Regions from separate parts of the Mus musculus genome. Here region 1 is linked to region 2. A link is a contact called in public HiChIP or PLAC-seq data. All regions are on one chromosome and are shown on one strand. Each heading gives the region's core, a stretch centred on a gene start, on an enhancer-like site or on the middle of the called end of the contact. The rest is flanking DNA. Distances are from core to core; before and after follow the strand shown.

Region 1 (6,525 bases), core at 1,491-3,990, 100 kb before region 2:
CTGTGATGGGGGCCTGTCCTCCATGAACAACTCCTGGTGGCTGTCTGCCGGGTGACCTTGAAGATAGCCAGCATTGTGAGGAATGGTCCTTCTATGTCCAGAGAGGTCTAGCCCACTAGGCTATTAGGCAAAGACATGGACATCCCCTTTCCCTCTCCCTAGAGCCAGCTTACCCAACTCACATTGCACTGGGGGCTCCAATCCCTCAGCTTCCACGGGGACCTGGGTGGGTACACAGCGCCACTCATTTCTCTCTTTCTTGGTGCCTGACACTGACTCTTGGTAGCTATGATCCATCTTAAGATGAGACCAACTCTGTCTGTGTGCAGTCTGGGGGCAAGGGATGGAGACAGCAAGAGGACAATACACCAGAACAGGATATTCGTGGTGTCTACCTTCCTCAAGCTGGACTGGTCTCGTCAATGCCCACCTTCTGTGCCTTCTGCACATATCCACATCTGCAGCCCCCTACCTATGAGACTGCATGGTACTGCCCTGTCCTCAAACCCTGGGAATCTTCTCATCTCTCCCATGACCTCACAAATTTCCTCAAGTTCCTCATCAGCACTAGACCCCAGATTGGCAGTCTTACAAGCAGGCTATTCACCATAACCCAAAACAATACTTCCTTCTCCTGGGAGGAGGCAAACACTGATGGTAACTCCAGCACCCCACACAAGTCCTAAACATGGACCCCAGCACCTTGTATAGTAACTCAACTCTAAACCACCACTCCACTTCTCAGCACCCCACATTATACCTCAACTCTGCACATGTGTGTGTGAGGATGAATTCACAAATGTAAGGACTCAGGAGAAACACTGAGGCAGTCTCTGTGGTTAGAAAATGATGGGTCACTTCACCAGGAAAAGACTTCATGGAAAGCTAACACAATGGAGAACCAGTAGCCAGTAGGCACTAACCAAGTTTGAACAAAGACAATCAAATGTAACAAAAAGGTACTGTGAGGTCATGTCCCATCTGTGAGCCCATGTGACTGCCATTTAGGGAGCTGGCCCTTGTGGCTGCTGTGACATTGCTGATAAGCACTTCTGAACTGTCATAGTCTCCAGAGTTTCTGGTTTCAGGTTTTTCACGCATCTGAAGTGTTGGAATTGCTGGGATGGTGAGTAATTCTAAGCTGAACTCTTCCCCGATGGCCTACTTGGGCTTACTGACTCACCAGGACAGATTGGTTCATTCTACAACCTAGATCAGTCCCCACGGAAAAAAGAGGATGAAAAAACAATCATAAGAGACTGTGTGTTTGAGAGTTCATATGTAGGTCAAGCCACACACACAGAAAGCATGAGTGGCTGCCAGAGACTGGGGAAACTGAGGGGCTGTATCATCCCTGGGTGCCATGGGGCACTCTAGAGAGACACAGAAAATGACTAGATGGCCACACACATGTACTGAATGTCACAAGCTGTCCGCATCACTGTGGCATGAACTTGACCTCAAGTGTCCCAAAGTAAGAAGGTGACTAGCAGTTGAGCCTCTGACGCCAGTTGACTTTGTGCTAAGTCCTTTGCACACCTTGCTGAGCTTTGCCTTCAAACTAACACATGAGGGTGCACAATCTCCCACAGGTGAGAACTACTCTCCCACCAATGCCACAAGATATGAGCCCCGGGCAGCTGAGTGCATACCTGACTCACACGCAGGGCCTCGTGCTCCTGGCGACCTGAGGTGGCCAGGGGGACACATGTCCTCTGCTGAGGAAGCAGAGAGTACAGAGCCCCTGAGGTTGGCAGTACAGAGAGGAATCAGAACAGATAGATGGCTGAAGAGCTCAGGACCCCATTGTAAGAATCAAGACAGGATTAGTGGCCATCCAGACAGGGCAAGGAGAGTCCCTTCCTGTAAAGTGACAGGAGTGATCTGGCCTCGGCCATGGTGTTACAGTATGGCAAGACCACTTCACTCAATGCCATCAAATTAAACCTTTACTTATTTTTATTAAGAATTTGATCAAAGGCCAGGGCAAGGAATCAGTGTGTCAAGTACTCACTTGACAAGGTTGAGTTTGAATCTGCAAGGCTGAGCATGGCTTCGCAAGCTTGTAACCCTAACATTGAGCATCACAGAAAGATAGATCCCAAGCGCTTGCTGGTGAGCAAGCCATCCCGCCTCAAGGGTGAGCTAACAGTTCACGGAGAGACCCTGGCTCCAGGCAACAAGCTGGATAACTACAAAGGAAGACACCAGCTATCTTCTGACTTTGAACTCCATGTTCATGTACATAGACACACACACGCACACACAGGCTCGAGTGCATGTAGCACACACAGTTCCTAACTGCACACATACATAAAGATTAAAAGACACCATAAACCAATCCAGTATAATAAAAAGTTAAAAAAAATTGTAACATATTCAGCTGACCCACTCTGCTCTCTACAGCATGAAAAGGCCTGGAGGTCAAAGAGGTCAAGTATGTGTGTTTTCATTGAGTGTACATCCCAGAGACAACACCCCCCACCCCCGGAAAGGCTCTGGATGCATCAGCCTCCACAGGGGCCCAAGCACCACAGGCTTCAGGACTCTCCAGGTAAGGAAGCAGCACCAGTTCCCGAAGCCACCCAAAGCAGAGGTGCTTAGACCAGAGTCAAAGAAGGCACACACTGGCCAGCTGCTCTGTGCACACAGCAGAGACTGGCCCAGCCACCTCGCCTCCCTCTGACTCCTCACTCTCCAGCTGCTGGTACAGTACAAAGGGTCTTTGATCACAGTTGTAGCCCAGCAGGAAAGCTTGCACTTGTGGTTTTAATGTTTCAGCCAAATGGAGCCACTGGGGACTACTAGGGTCTCAGCCTTGGAAATGATTTCTTCCCTCATCCATCAGGCAAATGTAATCAAGGCCAAGAGGGCCAGCCCTTGCTTCAGGTTGAAACAAGTCTGAGTAAAGACAGAGAAGAGGACCCCGCTCCTGAGCCCATTCGTTCTCTGGGGTGGCTAGCTTTGCCATGGTTAACTCCTCAACATGGTGGAGTTATCAGAGAAATCTCGGTCAGCTGTGAATGAGGGTGAGGCAGAGATGTCCGGAACCTCACACATATCTGGGACTTGGAACTGGGGCTCAAAAGCCGAGGCTGGCAGCTCCCTTAAACGACGAACAGTTACCACTTAACAGCCCAACTCCTGAAAACACAATCCACACGGAATTGTCATGTAAATATCCATGGTAGCATTGTTCCTAACAGCCATGTGGTGAGACAGCCCAGAAGTTCAGCAGTGAGACACACAGTGCAGCTAATCTATAGATAGACAGATTCGGCCATAAGGGGGAGCAGAGCGGCAGCAGGCTGCAGCATGGCTGGACCCTGAAAACAGGGTACCAAGCAAAATACCTAAATCATAAAGGACCACACACCGAGCTAAGGAGACGCCTCAGATCAAAGCACTTGCTTTGTAAGTGTGAGGCTCTGAGTTCAAATCTCCAGCACCTAAGGAAAAACTGAGGTATGGCTGTGCATGGCTTCTAACCCCAGCACTGTGGGAGGCAGAGGCAGGAAGATAGCTGGAGCTGACTGGCTGCCAGCTCAGCTCTAGGATGGGGGAGAGACCTCATTCTCAAGAGAATCAGGCAGATAGTGATGGAGCAGGACAACTGATGTCCTCCTCTGGCCTCTACATGGGATGGGCTTCCATACCAGCATATGCAGACAAATGTACACACACATAAACACACACACACACACCCCACACACAAACACATATACACACATGCACACACCACACACATCCACCACATATAACACATGCACACACATGCACATAAACCACAGATGTATACATATGTACACACACACAACCATACACACAGATACCACACACACATTTATACACACACCACACTTACACACAGGAACATTCACACAAACAGGCACACTCACAAACATACCACACACTGCACATACATAACACATTATACACATATATACAATAGATACACACATACCACACACACTCACAAACACCACACATACACATACACACACATAATGCACACACACATACCACACACTTTCTTATTTTTATGAAAGGTCAGAACAGGACAATTTAGAGGCAGAGAGTACCTGGGTGCTCATAGACTGAGGAAGGAAATGGGGTGTGATTCCGTAATGGATGAATGGACACATGAATGGTTTCCTTTGGGGTGAAGAAAACATTTAAAATCAGCCTGTGATGAAGGCTGCAGTGAGAGCTCCCATAGATGCCTCAGAACCCAACATAGCACATGCGTGGACTTGAGTATGTGTTGTAGGTCCCATAGCTGAGCCAGACGACACCCACGTACGCCTCTTCTCTTCTGGCAGGGATCTTCCTGACCTGACTGTATGTGGACACCCCGGATCTAACACTGCCCTCCATTCCGTGAGGTCCAGACCATGTCCAGATACAGGCTCCATGTCAAAGCAGGCACAGCATTTGCCAATGTCTCTAGACCTTTCGGCCCCTCCCACAGTCACCTCTACCTGTCAGTCTGTTGTCATCTGCAGTGCCAACAGTGGTGCTGCCCCTGCCTCAGCCCCATCCATTGCTGCTCCCCAATCACCCAGAGAGAAATAGTCAAAAACTCAGACCAAGCGCAGTGCTTTTCAGGCATAGCTCTCTGGAGGCTCCACGCACAGAGAATACTAATGCAGATTCCCCTGGAAGGTATAGGTTGTGTCTGACAGTCACTTGCCTTGAGCGGGTGGTACACTCCAGCCACACTGAAGGCTACACTCACATCCTGCTTCTGTGTCCCATCATGGCCACCTCATAGTCTCGGCAGTGGCTCTTCTCTGTGACATACCCAACACTACTGAATTGAGGACTCCCCACCTGAGCGCCCACTGAACAAAGGCGCGGCTTCCCCAGACCCCTTCTCTGTGGTCACTTTCAGCTACTGGTCAGGTAGCCACTTGAACTTTCTGTCCTGGCCATCTCTCCCCTTCCCACTGGAACAGGATTGTCTTAAGAACAAGGACTTGGTCTGTCCCTTACCTCATGACTTCACGTCCTGGTGAAGCAGGGTTTGGGGCCCCTCTCCTGTTAAAGCTCTTCTGTTAGCGGATGGGAAACTCACAAGCCTGGCATCCTTCTCTAGCGGTGCTTGTCACCCCTTGCTGTGACAAGCGGCTCCTCTTGCTTCTATGGCCTCTCTTTTCTTTGGTGTCTAGAACAAACATTAGATACTCTTCCCCTTGAGAGCAATTCTCTCCTACCCCTTGGTCTGGCCCATTCCCATTCCAGGTCACAGTTTAAACTGCTTTGGAGATAAGACAGGACCCCGTGAACCACAGGGACCCAGCACAGCCGTCATGGCATCCCACAGAGGGCACAGACCATCAGCAAGTTGGTCTTATTGGTGAACCAACTTTTACACCAGAACAGGACCTCTTACAAAGCCAGTGAGACCTCCAGGGAAAGGGACCTGCAGGCCTGTTTTACTTGGTGTGGCCAAGCCTCAGTTCAAAGAGCCAGAGTGCACCGGGTTTGAGTTCTGATGAAACTTTGAGATTTGAGGAAGTTGACTCCAACCCGCTTAGCCCCTGTTTCCTGTTGCTGGTGAGTGAGATAAACCTGTCCCTGTCCCCTGGATTATGCATGAGAACAGGGAATCACAGTGTCTGGTGCTCCAGCTGGCTATGTTGTGAGTGACTGTCCTCTAGGCCAAGCAATTGCCATCTTGGAGGATTAGGCAGAGCTCCCCAGCAAAACCATCACCCCAACTGGGCTCCTTGACTGTTTACATTCATCACAGAGGGGTGGGTTGGGGTGGGGTGGGGTGGGATGGGTCACAGAAGTTCTCTATCACCTGTTGTATGCTGATCTACCTTAACTGTAGGAGGCCTTTGGGAGGGGCTGGAGCACAGGAGCCATGGAAAACAGGGAGAGAAAGCTTCCTTCCATGTTGGGAGCAGGAAAGAGCATGTTGTATTGTACTGCTCCCTTGGGCTATATGAGGAAGCTGTAAACCTATTGGTTCCCCAGGGGGAACTTTTGCAGACAGCCTCAGCTTGTTCCTGGGAACCTTAGGAGGGAAGGAATTTTAGCAACTCAACACCACCTTCAGCATCAGCTTCTCTTTTCTTTCTCTATCTGTCTCTGTCTAATTTTGTCTGTGTCTTTCTGTCTGTCTGTCTGCTTCTCTGCCTGTAGCCCTCTCTGTGTGTCTCTGTCTTTATCTCTGTCTCTTTGTCAGTCTTCACTCTGTCTCTCTATCTGTGCCTGTTTCTCTATCTGTGCCTGTGTTTGTCTCTCTGTGTCTACTTTATGTGCCTCTATCTCTGTCTCTCTGTCTCTGTGTATCTTTGTGTCTGTCTGTCTCTGTCTCTGTCTCTGTCTCTGTCTCTGTCTCTGTCTCTGTCTCTCTCTCTCTCTCTCTCTCTCTCTCTGTGTGTGTGTGTGTGTGTGTGTGTGTGTGTGTGTAGAAAACAATGGGTACTCCCTAGTGGAATGTGACAACAGTCTCATTAACATCAGGGACAAGTGAAGAAACCAGAAGAGAGTCCTCCAGGTCCCATGTGCTTC
Region 2 (6,123 bases), core at 2,992-5,491:
TGAGGAATTGCAAGTTATCACAGATCCCATTTGTCACCCTTCGTGCTAAGAAACACAAACTCATGACCTGGGGTATTGGCAAGATTTGGGGCAGAAGGTAGTGTCACCGTCTGCAACAGCTCCCGTAAGAAGTGTGAAACAGTATATACTGAGCAGAAAGGGCAATGTCATCACCGTAACAAGTGTGGACTCCTATGGCTCGGAGATCCCATGAGCTGGCATCCGGCTATCATAAGAGCACTAATCAGACTTTGCTCAGGACACCAGCACCATGTTATCCACCATGGGTAAACACGGGACACAACACAACTCCTCACAGCTAAACTAGAAAGCACATTCCTCAGACTATCGCTGCATGACTGCTTACAGAGAGGAGGCGGCTGGGAAATGCTGTCCTCTGAGTACAACAGGTATTATCTCTGTCCCATCTACTGGGACTATCTGCAAAAGACCCCTGAGGTCAGGTGCATTGACTGCAAAGATTCTCTTACAGAGGAGGGGCTAGAGGGCTAATGAACTCCGACCTGAGATCCCAGCCCCTCCTCTCCTCCTCTCCCTGTTAGTTGTATATAATTCTGTCCTACGTCCTTAATGAAATGTGACCTTGTAGCCTTGGGAAGTGCTACAGTATATGAGACCATGGAGGGGTAAAGAACTCCATTCATCCACCCTGGACGGTTGGCCATGCAGTTGTTATCCATGCTGGGGTTAGATCCTCTGGTAGTGGAGCTGTTTTGAAGTTGCCGACATTCCCGTAAGTAGCCACTCATCTATGTTCTGTAAGGAAACCCAATAAACTCTCAGGTTTTTCCATATTAGATTTTGATAGAATTGTGTCTAGATCAGTCATTGGTTTTCTAGAGGGAAGGACTAGCCATTCAGTTACATCTCCTCAGGGCGAGAGTTCTCTAAACAGACATAGACACAGTGGTATGGTAAGCTCCCCATAGCCAAGGCAATTAGATCACACAGTGAAGACTTGCCCACATGCCACACCCCTGTGGCTGTTTTCCACCCATCTGGTCCTGTATCAGGAAGGGAAGAGCAAATATCAGAGTGGGGGACTACAAGGTAGTACTGATGGGGAGAACGAGGGGCCAAAGCAGCCTGAGCTTGGTTTTCCAAGAACGTTTTTGAGATTTGACTAAGAGAATGTCGTTAAATTCAAAATGCCTTGAGGAAGGGTAAAAGCAATTTAGGACTGTTTTATAAAAACAAAGACTCTAGATGGAGGTAGGCCATTCTTCTATGTACCTGAATCTGGCCATTGTGCCGCTACTGGCTGGGTTCAGCATTCAGGAGTGCCCAGCTAGAGCAGCAGGTAGCCAGAGGGAAGGGAACCTGCATGGAGGGTCAAATGAAGGGCTGTGACAAGAACTGACTAGAACATCAGACTCTCTGGAAGCCCTGGCACATCCCAGGCAGTCAGGTGGTACATCACATTTAGCTTGTCTCCCACAACCTTCCACATATGCAAGCACCTTCCACACCCCACCCTTACTGTTTCAGGTTTGTGGATGTCTCTCAACCTGAAGATTTTCTCTTTGGCCAGAACTCCACTGCTGAACACAATCCACAGATGCTCAATACCTGGCCCTACAGTTCATAGAGTTTTAGACTTTTCACTCCCCCATAGCTGCTCGCTTGGCTCCATTCTAACCATTCTAACCTGTCGACGGCTCCAGCACATGTCCTCCCATGCTAGATTTCATCCTGGGCGTCGGAGCCCTCCTCCCTGCTCCCTCGTGGACAGATAGCAGCCCACCTGCCAAACCTGTTACTGCCTCCCACGGATGCATCAGCTCATGGACAGCCAAAGAGCTAAATCCACCATCATTTCAAGTTTGCCTCTTTTTACTGCCAAAGAGACAAAGGAGTGGAAGTAGTTGTCTGGTAAGGGACCATTCACCTTCCACAGTATCTCTGAGAGCTAGGAAAGCTATCTGCCATGGGTGTTACACAGGACTAAGGGAAGACTTCATTAATGACTTAAGGGTCTGCTTGCTGCAGCCTGCCCTGGAAACTATGGAAATCAACTTGCCCTCCTAGAGTCAGGGACTCCCTCTCCTGGCACATTGAGGTGAGCAGATGTGACTGACTCTGCCAAAGTCCTAACAAAGACATCTTATAAGACTCGGTGGGTTTATGGCTTAAAATTTCCATAACAGGTCCTGGTACCCACAGAGCTACTTTATTTTTGTTTATTTATTTATGTTGGTTATTGCATTTTATTTACATTTCAAATGTTGTTGCCTTCCTGGTTTCCCCTCCACAAAACCTCTCATCCCATCCCCACTGCCCTTTACCTCTATGAGGGTACTCCCCTATCCACTCCCCCCCCAATTCCCACCTCACTACTCTAGCATCCCCCTACACTGGGGCCTCCACAGGACCAAGGAGCCATGGCTCCCTCCATATGTACTCTGTAGTTGGTGGTTTAGTTCCTGGGAGCTCGTGGGGGTCCAGTTAGTTGATATTGCTGTTCTTCCTGTGAGATTGCAATCCCCTTCAGCTCCTTCCGTCCTCCCCCTCACTCTTCCACTTTGGGTCCCTCAGAGCTACTTTTTAAAAGGGGGTTTTCTGGGCAGTATAGCTCTTATGGAATCTCTCCCTACAAAGGCAGTCTTTGCTGGCCCCTGGGATTTAATGCCATTATTTAACAATCATTTAACACCATTCAGCCCCCATTCATGAGTCCTTGGATTTAAAGAGAAGTGTACAAAGGAAGGCAAGGCAAGGTGTTATCAAACAGCAACTAAGAGGGATTGCACCTCATGAAGACACAGAACTGAGCCCCTCCACTTGACACACACACCAGCTCTGATTTTTTTTTTTTTTTTGAAAGATCCATTTCAGAAGCTCTGACTTCTCCCCAGAAGTGAAAATTGCCTTCTGGTGGAGAAAGGTTTTAATGATCACTTTGCTTCCTGCGTCTCCATGGTGACAGAGCACACAGCCCACCCCCTCCTGCTTCATTAGGCCTTTCTTGGTCCCAAGGAAAGTCATCAATCAAGCCACATAGATGCCTCTGTGACCTGTTTATCACCTAAACAATCCACATTGCCTTGAATGTGGAAGAGTGGACACAGAGCAGAAAGAAACCCCGGCAATGCCCGTTGGCCTCACACCCTTCATTTCCCCACAGCAGCTCTGTCCAGCACACCTGTCCCGGGAGGCGGGCGCGCCCAGGTGCGCCAGACCTGGCTGGAGTCCTGGTGCCCATTGACAGCCTTGGGCACGGTGGCTGCAGGAGTGTACTGCTGCCCTGATCCTTCGGGTGGGGACCCTGTACAGGACCATAGAAGGGCCTGGACAGAGGGCAGAGTAGGCACCAGCCCTGGGCGGAGGTGACACGAAGACCCTTCCACTGGTCAGTCAGCTGCCCACCATGGCACTCCCTACTGGGGGTTCAAAGACCAGCAGCCAGCCAACAGAGCACACTGCAGAATACCTAGCTCTACCAGCAAAGCGGTTCCTCTCTGGACAAAGGGCTCCGAGGCAGCCCTGTTTGCTGGGGACAGGAATCACGGGCCCTCGTGGCACCTGAATCGGATCGCTGTCCCCCCCAGTAAAGGCGGGGGCGGGGGGAGCTGTGGCGCGTGGGGACATGGTCCCCATGCCACCTGCCTCGTGTCTCCCCCACCCCGCCTGGCCGCCCCCGCCGGGCCCAGTACCTGGGTTCTCCCCGGCGTCCGTGGAGGTGGCTGAGGAGTCGCTGAGGAAGCTGGGGTCACTCTGCGAGCGGCCCCGCGACACAAGGCAGCTGCTGCCGTCCTCGGATGCGGCCATGGGAAAGGCGACGCAGGGGCAAGTTGGAGGGAGATGCGGAATCAGAGCATCCTAGGCGGCCAAGGTCACCGGCGAGGGGGCTGGAGAGGGCGTCTTTTTTAAAAGGAAAAGCAAAAGGGACCAGGAAAGAAAAAGAACGGAGGAGGACGCCAGGCTGGCTTCAGGGTGGGGAGACAAAAGCCTTGCAGGCTGCAGCCAGGCGCATCCCGGCTTGCGCGGCCTCGCTTTGTTATTTATTCGTATTTATTCCCATTCTTCTGCTTATATTCCAGGGGAAAAAAAAAAGTTGAACCAGGAAATAAAAACTTTTTCTTGTCAGTGTTTATGGCGTGCTTGGGGCTGGGGGAGATGTCCAGGAATGTCTGGGGGTGCTCCCTCCCCCCACCCCACCCCCCACCCCCCCGAAAAAAAGGGAAAAAGGAGAATCTTTGCTCTTGCAATTGCTTTAATCTGAAAGCTGTTCTTGGAGCATCTGTTGGAAAACATTAGGATTCTCCCATCATGCCATGGGAGGAGCATGACGTCACGAAGCTGGGAGTGAGAATGAGTGGTGATGGGGAGGGGTCTCAAATACCTGGACTGTCAGAGGCCGGGGAGACATATGGACTGGATCGTAGGTTATGATCCGCCCACCACCATACCTGGGGCTCTAGGACAGAAAGCAGCCACATGCCCTCTCCCCCCTCCCCAGTCTTTCCTCCCACCCCGCCCTCCACCAACAGGAAAGGAGGAGCCCTGAGGCGAGGGCGGTGCCTCCCTTGAAGGCACTCTCCAGGCAGATCCTGGCGGCTGGTTTTCCTGGCCCTCCTCTTGGAGATGGTTATGACATGGTCTTCCCTATGCTCACCTATCCACAACGAAAAGGGGGCAGCATCAAGTGCCTGGTCAGGACCTGTGGGGCACTACTCTCTTCCCCTCTATCCATTCCTTAGCCCATAGGCATAGGTGCCTGTCAGGGAGTTTCACCTTTAAGGAAACTGAGGGGACCAAGGACTAGAGGGAACAGCAAGGAAGTTCCCTCCCCCTTGCCTAAGGAAGCCTTTCTCCCTTTCCTAGGAGGAGCTTGGAGGTGAGCTGGCAACTCCTCTCCCCTGCAGTGGGAAAAACTAGGAAAGGAAAGTCTTATAAGGGTCGGGGACCTTGCTGTGTCACCTCGCTGGGTTGGAAGATGCCCAGGGGATACTGCAAGAAATAGGAAAAGTGCTTAGACTTCACTCTTGGGCAGATGATGGCTCAAGTTCCAAAATAAAGTTCTAAAATTCAAAGCAGCATAGAAAACCCACTCTTTCTGATCACTGGGCACACACTAGGCAGGAGAGCCTTAAATTGTAGACTAGGTCATTCTCAGACCCTGGCTGGCACACACATTGTAAGGATGTGGCTTCCTGGTTGGTGTGCAGATCCCTGTCCAAGAAGTTCCCGGCCTCAGTAATCTGGAGTGGGAGCTCAATCTCCTCTTCTTTCCCTCCCTCCCTCCCTCCCTCCCTCCCTCCCTCCCTCCCTCCCTCCCTCCCTCCCTCCCTCCCTCCTTTCCATAAACTCTCTGGAATAAATGAACTAGATGCACCTCAAGACTGAGCAGGAGACCACCCTTCATGGTGGTCCAAAAACACAAGCAAACCAGCCATCTGTCAACTGATTAGTGTCATATGGTGGCTCCCACCTGTAATCCCCACATTCCAGAGGCTGACTGGGGTGGAATTCATGACTTTGGAGCCACCCCAGCTAGGGGCTAGACAGTGAAAACCTATCTCCAAGAAAAAGAGTGAGATGTAAGCATCGTGGCAGGCCAGGAGACACACGCACGAGAGAAGACAGCATGAGATGTTCTCTCTCTTCTGACCCCATTGCAAAGAGGCATTGAAGGATAAAAGTGAGGCTTTGTGGGTGCCCAGGACAGGGCAGTGAGCAGAACAGGAAGGAGATTATAGCCAAATGGGTGCACGGTTTCCTTGAGGTAACCCCAGATACTCAGGATAATCTAAAATTGGCCTGTGGGAACAGTTTCCTGACTCTACATTCACTAAAAATCCACAGACGTCTACATGCTACAGGGGTGAGCTTTGTAGTACGCCAGTTATTTTAGAAAAGTTTTCTTTTTTCCTTTAAAATGTGCATGGAGGTGTTAGGCTGATGTTGGGTCTGAAGAGCACTTGGATTTCCCCTCTCACCTGCTGAGGCTCTCACCTGGCAGCCTACCTGTCCCCCCTTCAGAATCAAGTGAACAACGGTATCCTGGGTTAGAAAACCTAAAGCTGTTTCTCCCCAACTTAGAGTAACCCTGAGGACCAATGTGGCTGCCCCAGGGCATCTGGAAACACACACACACACACA

What was found. HiChIP or PLAC-seq counts read pairs in DNA pulled down with a chosen protein or histone mark.
Region 1: an H3K4me3 HiChIP or PLAC-seq map of neural tube shows a contact between it and region 2, with 2.9 times the contacts expected there. The contact joins the enhancer-like site here to the promoter of Phactr3 in region 2. A contact is called at or near these places in 2 of 15 datasets of contacts at CTCF or cohesin (both in embryonic stem cells), 28 of 484 Hi-C or Micro-C datasets (the CH12 cell line, ECoMG myeloid progenitors, the N1E-115 cell line and 17 more), 15 of 115 datasets of contacts at active chromatin or transcription factors (SST interneurons, VIP interneurons, craniofacial prominence and 10 more) and 2 of 9 other capture datasets (embryonic stem cells and pancreatic islet).

Annotation. Positions count from the first base shown.
Region 1 is chr2:178,237,731-178,244,255 of GRCm38.p6, reverse strand. All of the region lies in intron 1 of Phactr3 (phosphatase and actin regulator 3), which reads right to left. Among named protein-coding and RNA genes, the nearest start is that of Phactr3, 99 kb to the right of the region's middle. Within about 2 kb of position 2,740, at least 30 of the 459 cell types and tissues checked have an H3K27ac peak or open chromatin away from gene starts, as enhancers often do. A contact at or near this core is called in cerebral cortex, embryonic limb bud, neural tube and 1 more, where this site is marked.
Region 2 is chr2:178,140,051-178,146,173 of GRCm38.p6, reverse strand. It overlaps Phactr3 (phosphatase and actin regulator 3), which reads right to left and starts at 4,241. Exons shown (of 13, transcript NM_028806.2): 1 at 3,675-4,241. The coding sequence starts at 3,789.